2 separate regions of the Acanthopagrus latus genome follow, and region 1 is linked to region 2. A link is a contact called in public Hi-C data. All regions are on one chromosome and are shown on one strand. Each heading gives the region's core, a stretch centred on a gene start, on an enhancer-like site or on the middle of the called end of the contact. The rest is flanking DNA. Distances are from core to core; before and after follow the strand shown. Region 1 holds the start of LOC119012804 (protein FAM177A1). Region 2 holds the start of disp1 (protein dispatched homolog 1).

The links. Hi-C and Micro-C count contacts between places; a contact is called where the count stands out from the background.
Region 1: a contact with region 2 is called in a Hi-C map of muscle, with 5 times the contacts expected there. The contact joins the promoter of LOC119012804 here to the promoter of disp1 in region 2. A contact is called at or near these places in 2 of 4 Hi-C or Micro-C datasets (both in muscle).

Annotation. Positions count from the first base shown.
Region 1 is chr22:24,857,791-24,864,389 of fAcaLat1.1, reverse strand. It overlaps LOC119012804 (protein FAM177A1), which reads right to left and starts at 4,763. Exons shown (of 5, transcript XM_037086962.1): 1 at 3,307-4,763; 2 at 2,893-3,054; 3 at 2,739-2,793; 4 at 2,541-2,635; 5 at 1,900-2,376. The coding sequence starts at 3,327. The coding sequence ends at 2,179. It overlaps brox (BRO1 domain-containing protein BROX), which reads right to left. Exons shown (of 13, transcript XM_037086920.1): 13 at 4,918-6,599. trnas-gcu (a tRNA gene) reads left to right here and starts at 1,668; the gene lies at 1,668-1,749.
Region 2 is chr22:24,717,093-24,723,496 of fAcaLat1.1, reverse strand. disp1 (protein dispatched homolog 1) reads right to left here and starts at 2,003. Exons shown (of 12, transcript XM_037086815.1): 1 at 1,683-2,003.

The DNA of each region.
Region 1 (6,599 bases), core at 3,514-6,013, 140 kb before region 2:
TTAATTAAATGTCCCCCACACCCACTTTAAGAAACAAGCTACTTACTGCTTCAGGTCAGCGCAGGTCTGCTTCAGAGACGCTGGTCCATCTGGTCTCCTGCGTTTCTGCTCTTTGCTCCAGAGATGCGGTTCTGTCCAGAACTTCCTCCATGTTCTGTTGGAGTCCAGCTGTATCTGTCCTGTCGTCACCGGTCTGTATCTGCTCGCTCCTCCAGTGTGACCGAGTCATGTTGGCTGCTGACCCTCACGCTGTGTTTGGCGACTTGTTTTCCAGGTTCACTCACTTTCTGCTCTTTAGTTAATCGCTACTCTTCATTAGTCTCCTGTAGACCTACTGCCCTCTACCTCATGGTGCCACAGGAAGTCGGTCCAGGTGTGTTTGATTGGTCCAGACGAGTCCAGAACCCTCAGGATATCCTCTCCACTGTCTTGTTCACTGGGAGGAGAAGCTGTTTCTGTTTTTCACCAAGAAATAAACAAGTTGTGTTTCTTTCACAGAGAAGAAAAATATTTTCGTTTTCTGAAAGAAAAATGTTTCACAAGAAAGATTTTTTTTTTCACAAAGAACAGTCAAACTTATTATTGTCGTTGTTTTTTTCACCCCACTCATCTCGAAACATGAAAAGAAAAAGTATCATGACATAAAAATGAATTCATTCTGTGACACAAACATATTTTAGAACTTAGAAAATGGAGCTCCAAAAAAAAATGTGCATGAAGGAAAAAAGCCGGCGTTCAGCTCTGACTCTTTACTTTTGTATTAGATGTATACTGTCATGTTATTTCTATCGTGAGCATGCACACAAGAAAAATGTTTTTCACCAAGAATGTTTTTTTAATTCACAAGAAAAACTTCTTTTTTTTTCATAAAAATATATATATTGTTTAATATATACTATTATGTTGTCTCCTGGTACCTGAGCGCTGATCCACCTCTCTGCTGAGAGTTGGTCCCTGATTCAGCCACTAGATGGCCACAGATCCCCAGACAAACATTACTCTGTCTCACACTCTCTTTCACCTGAGTGAAAAGCACCTGAGCACAGGTTCAGACTCAGGTGGACAGGTAGGAGGGGCCCCAGGTGAGCACCAGGTGAGCACCAGCAGCTGCCTGTCTGGATATTAACTCCACATTTCCTGCAGGTGTTTTTAAAATGTCCAGATTCCTCTCAGTTCTCTTCACATGAGTCCTTTTATAAAATACTCCCACTTGTATCGTGAGACTGAATGGAGACTGAACGCTGATGCACTTCAGCGCTTGTTAATGTGTATTGCACTGAACGAGCAGGCTGATGATAACACCACCTTATAGTTTATTAACAGGTAGTAACATTAACACGACGACAGCAACAATCATCGATAGTTAAATAAATTATTAGTTAACTTAGTAAAGTTAAGTAAAGGGCTCGAGCTTTGTGAAGGAGACAGAAGATATTAATGCAGATGAAACTTTAACAACATGCCGTTTCAGTCGGAGCTAACGTTAGCTTGGCTCATTAGCTGCTACATTAGCATGGCATACTAGCACGCAAGCTAACGTTAGCATGGTAAGTTCATCCCGTAGCCAGGTTAGCTAATAAAACACGAGATGTTTAATGTTTCTGTGTCAATGTTTCAGGCAGACAGTGTTACAGTCATATTCCTGCGGTGACAGCTGAGGTTCAGCGGACGAGGTGGCCGAGTGGTTAAGGCGATGGACTGCTAATCCATTGTGCTCTGCACGCGTGGGTTCGAATCCCATCCTCGTCGGTAACCTTTATTCTTTTTAACAGTCAGATTTGTTTCAGACGGTGATGAACGGTGAGTGGTTGTCTGTATTTATGCATGTATATTATTTATGATTATATTTTACCCGTCGTTGTGATATTGTGCGAACAGGAAAAAGCAGCCATTCATTTCTTTTCAGCCGACCTTTATTTATTTTATTTTTTTTCATTTTATTTTTGGTAACTACGTGAAGAAAAGTCCAACACCATTTTAAACAATAAATCACATTTTCACAGTAGTATCCAAACAAAGACAACTTTCATTTTGTCATTTTATTTCCACATAGTTCTGCTGTAACATTAACATGAACACAAAAACAAGCCCCATCATTTCTCTCAGAAAACGTTTCTGCATCCAACATACTCAGTGCAAACGAAGGCTTCAGCATCAGACCACGTCAGGTTATTGCTTTTATTCCAAACAGTCCTCGTCTTCTTGATAGCCTCTGTTGTGACATCCTCTGCTCCCGTCCATGAGTTTGTCGTCACAGCTCTGAGGCGATCTCGTGTCTGCTGTAGCTCCATACTGCGCTCCGTCCGCTCCCTGAGAGAGGCGGATGGTCTTGGCCTCCCCGTCCCTCAGTTTGTCGGTGGTTTGGCTGCTTGTCGTCTGTGAGTGAGACGGAGGAAATGCAGAGTCAAGAGTGAGAATACAACCATCCACAGAGCTGCCAGAGAAGCTCCATCTCATTTCCTGTCCTGTTGCTGAAGTCTCTAAGATGGCGCTGCAGTTTTCTTTTTGACGGTGCTGTTGCTCCTGAGTTTTTACTTTACCTTGTGGTCACGATTGTACTGGTCTATGGCATACTGGTATTTGGCTGCCTTCAGTCCCAGAGCACCAGCTAGTCTCTCTCCAAGGAAATCACAAGCTGGTTTTGGAAACAACGACACAGTAACTCAGTGAGACTTTTCGTCCCAGCTACAGTCAGGCCTGCTGTTTAATTGTTATGCTTTGAATTTCCTGTTACGTACTCAGCAGGGAAATCCTCCCAACTAGAATGGCCACATTCTTGAATGAGAAGCTGACCTGAGGAGGAAGAGAACACGGAGCATAAACAAAAAAGTGCTTATTAATAACACTTAAATGCTACTTAACATGACACCGCGGCCTCAGACAGCGTCCCACCCTCTGTGCAGGGTCTCTGAAGGGCGGCCTGTCCGACGACTGCTCCTCTTCCTCCTCGCGGTCTTCCTCCTCCAGAGTCTCACCGCTGGAGAAGTGGATGGTCCTCCTCTGTTTGGACCCGGCAGAACCGCCAAACTCTGTTTCCTGGATGTCTGGTGATGTCTGACAGATCACATTAACTTTCAGTTGTGTTCTTTGTCTTTTAGCCGGCACATTGTTGTTATATCACATTCATCCTGATCCAACATGTTCACTTTTTCCTTTGTTTTTTTATATACAGTGTGCAACAGGCTCCACAGTGCAGAGTTACCAGTGACACGAGCAGCAGTTAAAGGTGAACTGTTGTTGGAGTGTAACTGAACACAACCTAAGCTAACGTCTTTGTTTGTCTTTCATCATTATTACAACACTTACTTCCTGGTGCCTGTTGTTCATTCTTCAAATGCTACAAGTCCTCCTTCACAAAAAGACACCGTCGGTTGTTTCTCATGTCACAGCTGAACTGCGTGTTCATCCACGTTGACTCTGCGATGTGGAGAAAGAAAACAACTACAGGATACAGGATCAGTCCTGAAACCTGAGACAGCCAAATACAGCAGCGCAAACCTGAGCTGCAGAGCTGTAATGCAGTCAGTGTCACTCCTGGGCTGGATGGGCTGGGCTTACAGAACAGCTTACAGACCGTCAGGGTTTACTGCCTGCTGGTCAAACGTTAATGTTTCCAATACTCCCCTCAGAATACATCAAACATCTAAACACCACATCTACATAATAATATCTCCTTTCTGCAGCACCACACCTCCTACTGAAGTGAATGAAGTGTTCAAATACAAGAAAACAACCTTTTTCTGGATGTTTTCCTTAAACTCAGACTGACACAACGTCTTCACTAAAATGTCAAATTGATTTTTAATGAGGTTTAGGGTACCGAAAGTCATATTTGAGTTTCAGTAAGGATGTCATGTTAAAATGTTTTCTCGGTGAAAGTGAAAGTCCCTCGTGTGGATCTGATAACTACATTTTTAAACTCAACCATGTTTGAGTTTAGTTGAGCTGGTTAGTACAAATTAACCTAGTTAACATACTGTTCTAACAGACTTAATACAGCAAAGTCATTTCAATATGTACTCAAGTAACAAACGTGCAAGTTAAAGTTAACTGTGTATTTGTATACAGTATGTAGAGACTGTTTACTGTGGATCGACCAATTATCTGCTGTTTTTATTGATTTGTTCTTAAATCTGATCTGCAGCATCAGGATCTGAAGTTATCAAACACAGCTGAGGAAAAAGATCAAGTTTTGGCTACAAAATATAGAAAAGTGGAAGAATAAACTGTCAGATAGGAAAGTACCAGTTCCTCAAATCCACAGAACGTGAATCAGTGTATTTAGTTACATTCTGCGTCAGATAACCTCAAAGTGGAACCCACCCAGCTCAGGCGATGCATAAATAACGAAACATTATGCGGTCGTGTCTGAATCCCAGTAACCTTTAGAGGAATGTGATGTTTGATCATGATGCCAGAGATCCTAGTTTACTCCCTTCAGGTTCCTGAGTTATCTTCGTGTTACTAAAACACACATTTTTGCAAGTCGGCCAAAAACTGGTTAACTGAAAACAGACATGTTGAAACGTTCAGCTGTAATAAAAATTGCACGGCACAAGTTCAGAAACTCTTGTATTTAAATTTGTCTTCATTTTCAGCACACGTGTTTTTAATGGACCGACTGGTCAGAGTTTAATATCGAACTCTCAAAGCGACGGGGGACGAATTTTGGAAACAGAGTCTGAGACGACTTATTCCGGATCAAGTCTTGCCCTCGATACTTCATAGATTTGTGTGGATTCAGGACACGTCACACGTCTCTGAAGCCGAGATAACTCTGATCACATCACCAGAGCTCCTGTCTGATCCACAGAGGACGAGATACACTCACTTTAACACAGAATCCCTTAGATAGGTTCTGTACCTCACCAAACATTTAATAATCATGTCGAGTCGTGTCAGCACAAGACAGACAAATGCGGTTTTATGGATGATTTAATAGAGTTTGGAATACATTTTACATGAAGGACACAGTGGAGGAGTAATGAGCTACAGCAGTGAGCACTGGAACGGTGATCTGACTCACCGCGTTAATAAAGATTAGCCTTGAACAAAAGTAAAGGACTCAGCCTGGGTCTGTTTTCTGTGGTTCAACTCACTGTTCCAGGTATAATAACAAACAGTGGTTAAACTTCATGATCATAATAACCCCATTAGACTGAAAGCCCCATACGATCCAGTATTAAGAGCAAATGTGTCGTGCTATAATGAGATTTAGTGAGAAAATTAGATTTTTACTACAGTTGGCGTGAAGCCCAGGTAAGCTAATATACATGTAGGGGCATAAATGACTACATGTGAGCAGTATAATACAGTTTATACACGTTTACAGCAATCGATAGTTATGCTTTAACCAACATTTAGTTTCAGAGTGGGGAGTTTTGACAATACGAGCAACTTGTGTGAGCAGCACGTCAAAGGACTTCAGACACAAACCTCAATCTGAGAAACGCTCTGCCCTGATCTTTGTCTTTCAGGAGGAAGGTAACGCTCAGCAAACACACACATCATGTCACCACTGACAGCAGCACCCTCTCAGCATCGTGTGTCTCTGGTGTGTCCACCCAATCAGAAAAGAAATCAAAATCATTATCACCAAAAACATGATTGGAGTTACACATATATATACCGCTGTAAGTGTTTCACGTCCTCAACTAAAAATATCATGACGTAAGAAGAGAAATAAATTAAGAACTACTTCAATCAGGGAAATATTACACAGTCCCTAAACATAGTCAAGAGTGATTCAGCCTCATCCAGTAATAACGTTTGTTTTAAATGAAGAGTAGAAGTAAAAAAAAAAGAAACATAACAGCTACATGTCATGCACAAAAAGAACTACAGTACAAACATCATGTGATCTAAATCAAATATTGATTGTAAACTGCTACAGCTACCAGCGATGACACGCGGCCCCGTTCATTCCGCCTGTCCGCTGTTCATTTAGAAGTGTGTTTCATGACGAGGTGAACAAATCTCAGCTTGAAATGCATTCAGGTCATCTTCCAGTGCCGTTGTATACCTGGTGATTGTGGGAATGCGATCTGCAGCAGTGGTAAATATTCACTATAAAAATGTGTCTTTTTATCATTTCTTACTTTGTTCATCCTGAGGTCATTTTCTCAGCGTGTTTAAAAGGCCAGTTTCTGTGTTTTTGAGTCATTAATCAATAATTCAGTGCCAAAAAAGCTCATGAAACAAATACTTGTGTGCTTCTGGGCCACAGTGAACACGTTTACATCGAAGCCAAAGGCACCTTTGATAGAACTGCATCACCCATAAGGCTTATTTATAATCCATCTTGATTTTGACCTCATGTGAAGGCCTAATTTTACGTCATCCTTCAGCTGACATGTGATTTCCAACAATAAGCTGAAAGACCTCCGTTCAGATGTTCAGGCGGAGAAGCTGTGGAGAGGATGTGAGCGGCTCTGGCTTTAGATGAGAGGACAGTGACTGTCATACCCAAATACAATACGAATGTTTCAGCATAAATGTAAAACACCATGGATTAATATTAGAAAAAAAATATACATTTTTCTTATGGAGATTTACATGGAAAGAAATATGGACGCCATCATTACAATAGATGGTGTTGA
Region 2 (6,404 bases), core at 754-3,253:
TGACACAGAGCTCAGTGACCCGTCCACACGGTCACAGCAGCACCAGTCTACTTACTTTGTCCTCTGTTATCAAATCTGAAGTTAACTGAATCTTAAATCTCATATTAAAAGAAGTGGCTGACGTTTACATCCACTCATAAACAACATGTACATCAGAGCAGCCCTCAGCTCCAGTGACTTCTACAGCTCGCATGTTTCTGTCAACACAAACTACTCTGTCACTAAAACATTCATGAAGTTTGGTTCAGTAATTCATTCATTACACGTCTTCTGAAAATGTGACCAAAATCTGCTGGCTCAGAAATATACGTACAGTGATTCTAATATTTGATTAAATGTTTGTTGGCCATTTTCTCTTCAGTCAGGAGCTTCAGATATCCATCAAACGGTGATCGACTGCCTGAATTCTCTTGACAGAATCAGTAAAGTTTAATTAAATCTGTTAACTTCCTGACACGGACTCCAAAACCTCAATTCTATCCTGATTTAGAAATGATGTGATCTTAAGTCTGCCATGATGTTCATGTTCTTTTCAAGTGTATGTGAACTTTTCACCACCACTGCAGATCGCATATACTGATGTCAACGCAATATAACATCTGTAGAAGCCAAGGAATGCAAAAAGGTTTTATAACAGGGTGGATTCAGGAGTGTTTGGAGACAGATCAGTCGATTTAAAGCAAATAAATAATTAACTTTTTTAATAATCAATCAATTGCTTCACTCATGTATTGCTTTGCTTTGTCATTATTGACAGTAAATGAAGAGTCTTTGAGTTTTGGACAAAAGAAGCACTGTGACGTCACAATCCAACATACTGATGATGATGTCATTGTGTTATTTTGTGAAAAGACCTTGGCATGTGATGTCATCGATCATCTATGTATCTAATCGAATCAATACCGTGTCGCGACAGACTCTGTGATATCTGCAAATATCGCATCTTGTCCAAAGAATCGATATAATATCGCATCGTGATGAAACTGATGTCAGCTGACTCAGCAGCTTCAGTCACAGGCAGAACACAGCTCCTGCTCACACATGCAGGTGTCCAAATAAATGAAGTGGATCAGCTTCTGGTTCCACTCAGCTGACATGTTCTGGAACAGTGCAGCCGAGCCCAGCAGGAGAGCAGAACCACAGGATTTCACTGCTAACATGTTGTCTCCCAACAGATGCTGCTTCACGGTTCAGCGACTAAAAAAAACGCACAAACGATCAATAAATCGACATTTTTACACTTTTTATGACAAGCTAGTTGTAACAGCTGTGACTGTAACACGCTCAAATGTGAATTAACGCGTTGTGTTTAAGTTTGTCCTGTTAATTACAGGCTGAGGTTTTATTCTCGTGTCAATTAAGGAGACGTTTTCGTGATTAGCTCCGGCCTTTAACGTTCATATATCAAATCTCAGTGGACCCGTCTCAGCCGAACTAGCCTCAACCTTTCCGACACCTCTTTCCGAACCTGATCCAGCTCTCACGTCTCACCATCACTGGGAGATCCCAGTTCGGATCATTCGGCTCCATTTCACCACCGAAACAACCCCAAAAAACTGATGTTTGCTCTCAACATGCTAGCTAAGTTCACATTAGCTGCTAGCCGCCGCCAGCTAACCGCGCTGACCAAAACAGCTGGCTGAACAACAGCTCCGCTCTCCGCCTCACACACACGGACTCACACGGACTCACACACTGCGGGCAGGACGGACACACACGCTGACAGCAGGACGGACGAAGGAGAAAAGTGTTCCTGCTCCTCCACTTCGGTTGTTTCTCTGTCGGATGCTGATGTCTCCTCTCTCCGGGCATCAGACCATGTTGAGTGGGCAGCTGCGCACTAACTTCTTGTTCGCTCCGGAGCCGCTAGCTGGTTTCTGGAGGAATGTAGGGAGCTTCGAAGGGAACTAGGAGGGAACCAAGCGCCCTAGACTCCTGTCTCCTAGACTCCTGTCTCCTAGACTCCTGTCTCCTGTCTCCTTGCAGTCTCGTTCGGCGCAGGGCCGTAGCCAGGATTCTAGAAGTACTGATGTCCCGCACCTCCACCTCTACATGCACCCATATATAATCCTCCACATTTTGACCAGTAATGACTGAAACAATAACATCAGTGCCTCAAACTCAAAATTAAATAAATAAATAGTTTATGAAGCATTTCATTGCTTGTTAAGAGTTAAATCAAGTTTAGTTAACTATAAATATGCCATTATTTATAGTGGAGAATTGTTTCTTTTAATGATATATAACAGTTATTATGTCTTACCAACCATTTAACTTATATTATTCTGTTTTTGCCTTTTCGCCCTTGTGGTCTTATTATATTAACCCTCTATCGTAGGCATTGTAAAACCAGTTAGGAAAACATTTTTGGAATTTTTTAATTGTTTTTTTTTTTTTTAACTGGTAAAAATGAAGACAGTGGGATATATTTCAAGCTAGGTGTGAAAATACAGGCCAGTGTAGAAATTCACAGAAGTTATTGGAGAGACAGGGAACGACTGAACTGAAACAGTCCGTTCAGACTTCATTGTAACTGTGAACGAAAAAACACTCTGAATGTCATTTTTCTTCTGTTTAGGTTCTGAAAGCTATTAGCTGCTAATGCTACATTATAGTCGACTAAAAGGGCAAAACACTTTATGGTAATGTGAAATAACTACTCAGATGTATATGAAAGGACTAAAGGCTGGAGATAAAAGCAAATATATTTATTTATAATCACAAATAATGTTCTGGTTTGTCCTTCTTAACTACAGTAATGGCAGCAAAGCACTTGGCGGATGTTTGTGACACGATGAACGAGCCGGAGATAGGAGGAGGTGGAGGGAGGTGGAGGCCAGGGAGAGCCACTAAATGTGGAGGAAATTGGAAAAACCAAAGCACTCTGAGAAATTACACACCATTAAAATGGTTTTACTCTCCCTCTGCTGTTGAAAAGTGCATTAAATGAATACATCAGGGTCAACTCATGAATACCTTTCACTGTCACTGCCTGCGCTCTGCTCGAACATATGTACCGGCTGCGACAGGTGCACAGATTACTCAGGTGAGGGACAGACTTCTCTCACTGCTGCAGTTTGAAAGCACAGGTGGAACAAATAACATTCATTAGCAACGGCTCAGCTCCATTCAGTTGTGAGTGCACGTCAGCGAGCCGGCACACATGAAGAAACTGGAAAACCTGAGCAGAACGCACTCTAATGATTTGTGTAATCAGAGATACTTGCATTTGAAAAGACAGAAATTGCACTAGGGAGCTTACAAAGCAGTTACAACAGAGGTCGACCGGTATGTTGTTTTTCAGTGCTGAAGGTTCTCAGTCAGCCAGGTCATGTGCTTCTAAGTTCGTGGGCACCTGGGCTTGTTTCAGTTTCTTGAAGAAGTTTCTGTTTCATCCGAGAGGCTTCTTCAGTTCTAACTAACTCACGGGAAGTTGCAGGCTTTTAAACCCTGTGTGGGAGTGTCCTGATCACCCATCTACAGTACCTACTGTACTGAATTCTCTCACCAGACAGCTTAACCACCATTCACACCTGCACTCACCTGGCCTGAGAGACCTACATGAAGGCTGGTTGGGTCAATGACCCACAAGAGGCCCTAACGACTCTTAATCTCAGAGCTCACACATGTCCTTAATGACTATGTAAGGACAGTCCCACACTCTGTCAGGACTCTCCCACACTATGTAAGGGCACTCCCTACCTCTGTAAGGACACTTCCACAGTATTTAAGGACACCCCCACACCCTGCAAGGACACTCCCACATAGGTTAAATGCCTGCAGCTCACCTCCAGTTAGTTAGATCTGAAGAAGCCTCTTGGATGAGGAGTGAAACGTCTTCAACAAACTCAAACAAGTTTAGTTGCCTACAATAGAGAACTTAGAATTACTGTATTCAGGTAAGATTTTTAGGTTCTTTAAATCATAATTTATCATGTTCTGCTACTTTGCTTTATTTACAGTCAACTACATTTATTTGATATCTTGTGAAACTAGTAGAGTGGAGACCACAGAATGGTGACGACAGACAGAACGGATTCTGTATCAGAGACAAAACAGAGACAACATTTTTTTTATCAATTTATTTTATCCGCCCATCAGACACACAAAAAAACACCAGTACAATAATGTGATGAAAATAATGAAAAAAAGCTGAATATCAGCCCTGATAAATGAGTAGTCCAACATTACAGCAACGGGCTGCAGCGTGGGACGTTTGAACACGAGGCATACACTCACCAGCTGAGCTATCAAGTTTATAAAATCATCTTGAATGCAGCCTAGTTTTATTTTCCAGTGTCAGGGCCAGGAGGTAAACCTTGACATTCATAAATGTGTTCCTTTTTCTCCTCAGACGAAAAATAAATTGCTTTGTTTGCCCACCAGGAGGACTAAAATAAGTGGAAACAGGAGGTTTGTGGACAATATTCAGTTTGTTTCATGAGTGTCAACTGCTGTGATTGCAGCGAGGAACAGATTTACAGCAACACATAAAGAACAGGGATAAAAAAAAAAAACCACCTAATTTATTCTCCTGGAATCATTTTGGTTGCTGCAGTTGTCACATGGGGGCAGTATGACTATTAAACTGTGTGTTGCACACACTCTGCAGAGCAGCTTTAGCAGCACACCTCATTTACAGAAACTGAGGTGCTCCATTCCAAGTGAACGCTAAAATATATCTCATATAATGAACCGTAAATATGGAACCATAAGCGCCTTATATGAGCACTACGAGTCCATCATGCATTATTCATGACTGCTAGGTCACATAGACAACTGCTTGAACAGCATTAATATTCATCATTTTCTATTGTGCGTTACAAATGTTTCAAAAAGCTTCTGACTACTTAACACCTCCACTGTGGCAGGTTAGGTCTGTCTTCTTCAAAAGCACTTTGTTATTAAAGGAGAACAGAGCACTTGTTCTCTGCATTGCCCGGTTCTGATTGTCCCAGCGTGACCTCCGGGTCAAACCATGCATTAGATGTACCATCGATCGTACCCGACACAAAGCATGTTCGTCTTTCCATCTGCTCTGAACATCACTTTCCATTTTATTCAAGCTGTGTCTTTGATTAAAACTCCCAACAGCGAGGAAGTAAAACAGTATAGTTTTTTGTTTTTTTTTTAAAAAGGGCAGCTTAGTGTTGCTAAAGCTGCTTTTATATAGAGTACAGAGAATTATATGAAAAGTTTAGCTGCAACAACTACACAGATGCAAAGCAGGTGCAGACTGAAATGAGGCAAAAACAGCACAGCAGAAAATATTAAATGGGCTGCTTTTTTCAGTCCAAATGCCTAATTGATGCATATGCTAAGTTAGCCACCTGGATCCATTTCCCCTCCAGAGTAAAGCCTCTTTTAATTTCTCCCTATTGCTTACCTTCATCCGCCCAGACCAGCTGAGTAACCAGCTCGCACCCCTACACACCTTAAACATTAAGCACTAAATATATGTAGATAGCTTTGTATGTTTGCAAGGTTTGAATGTTGATCTCTAGAAGTGAATCTGCTTTTGGAGATGATGCTACATACGATTACTTTGCACCTCACACCTGATTAACCACCTGAAATGAGCTGGTGGGAGTCTTGTAGACCACCAGTCAAGAAACTTCTATTATGCATTTGATGTCTCGTGTTATCGAAGCGACAGTATTCCACAAAGCTTCTTGTTGTGCCACAGAAGATTCGGCTCGGCTTTGTCCGTCTTCAAGTGCCCCCATAAATGTTCAGTGGAGTTGAAGTCAGGTGACTGAGGAGGAAAGTCCAGGAGAGTCTTGACACTTTGCTTGTCTTTCGTCTTCCTGCAAAGCTTTTATTAAGGTGTGTCTGGGCTCATTATCCTGCTGCATGATATCAGTTATTATGACCTTCTACCATCATTCACTGTAACATTCTGGTATTTCTTAGCCCACCTCAACTGTTTGTCTTGGTTTCCCTCCTGAGAAGTGGTTTAGAAACTACTCCTCATCCTCTGAGACCACTAGAAGACAGCCTTCATCTGACAGGACGTCTGCTGAGTCTTGAGTTATTTAGAATATTCTGTATCTGTGATGAAGCTGCTTTTCTATCTATCAGGTGAGTCAGCTTGTTGTATTGATCCTGTGATAGTGTGTGGTCACTTTGGGGTCTGCCTGATGGTGCTCTGGATACAAACTGATCCATTTTCTACAAAGTGTTTCAAGTTCCGTGTTCTGCCAAAGCAAAAAACACCCCATATGACTTCTGAAAAACATCATGCAGCAGGAAGGAAGGACCTGTGAAGAAGTGATATTTGCAGGTCCTTCCTTCCTGCTGTGGTTTGATTGTACAACCACCATTTCTACTATTTCCATCAACAATTACTGCTCTCTACATTTAGTGTCCTCTCTGCTGCTGTAATAAAGCATATTTCCCAGTTG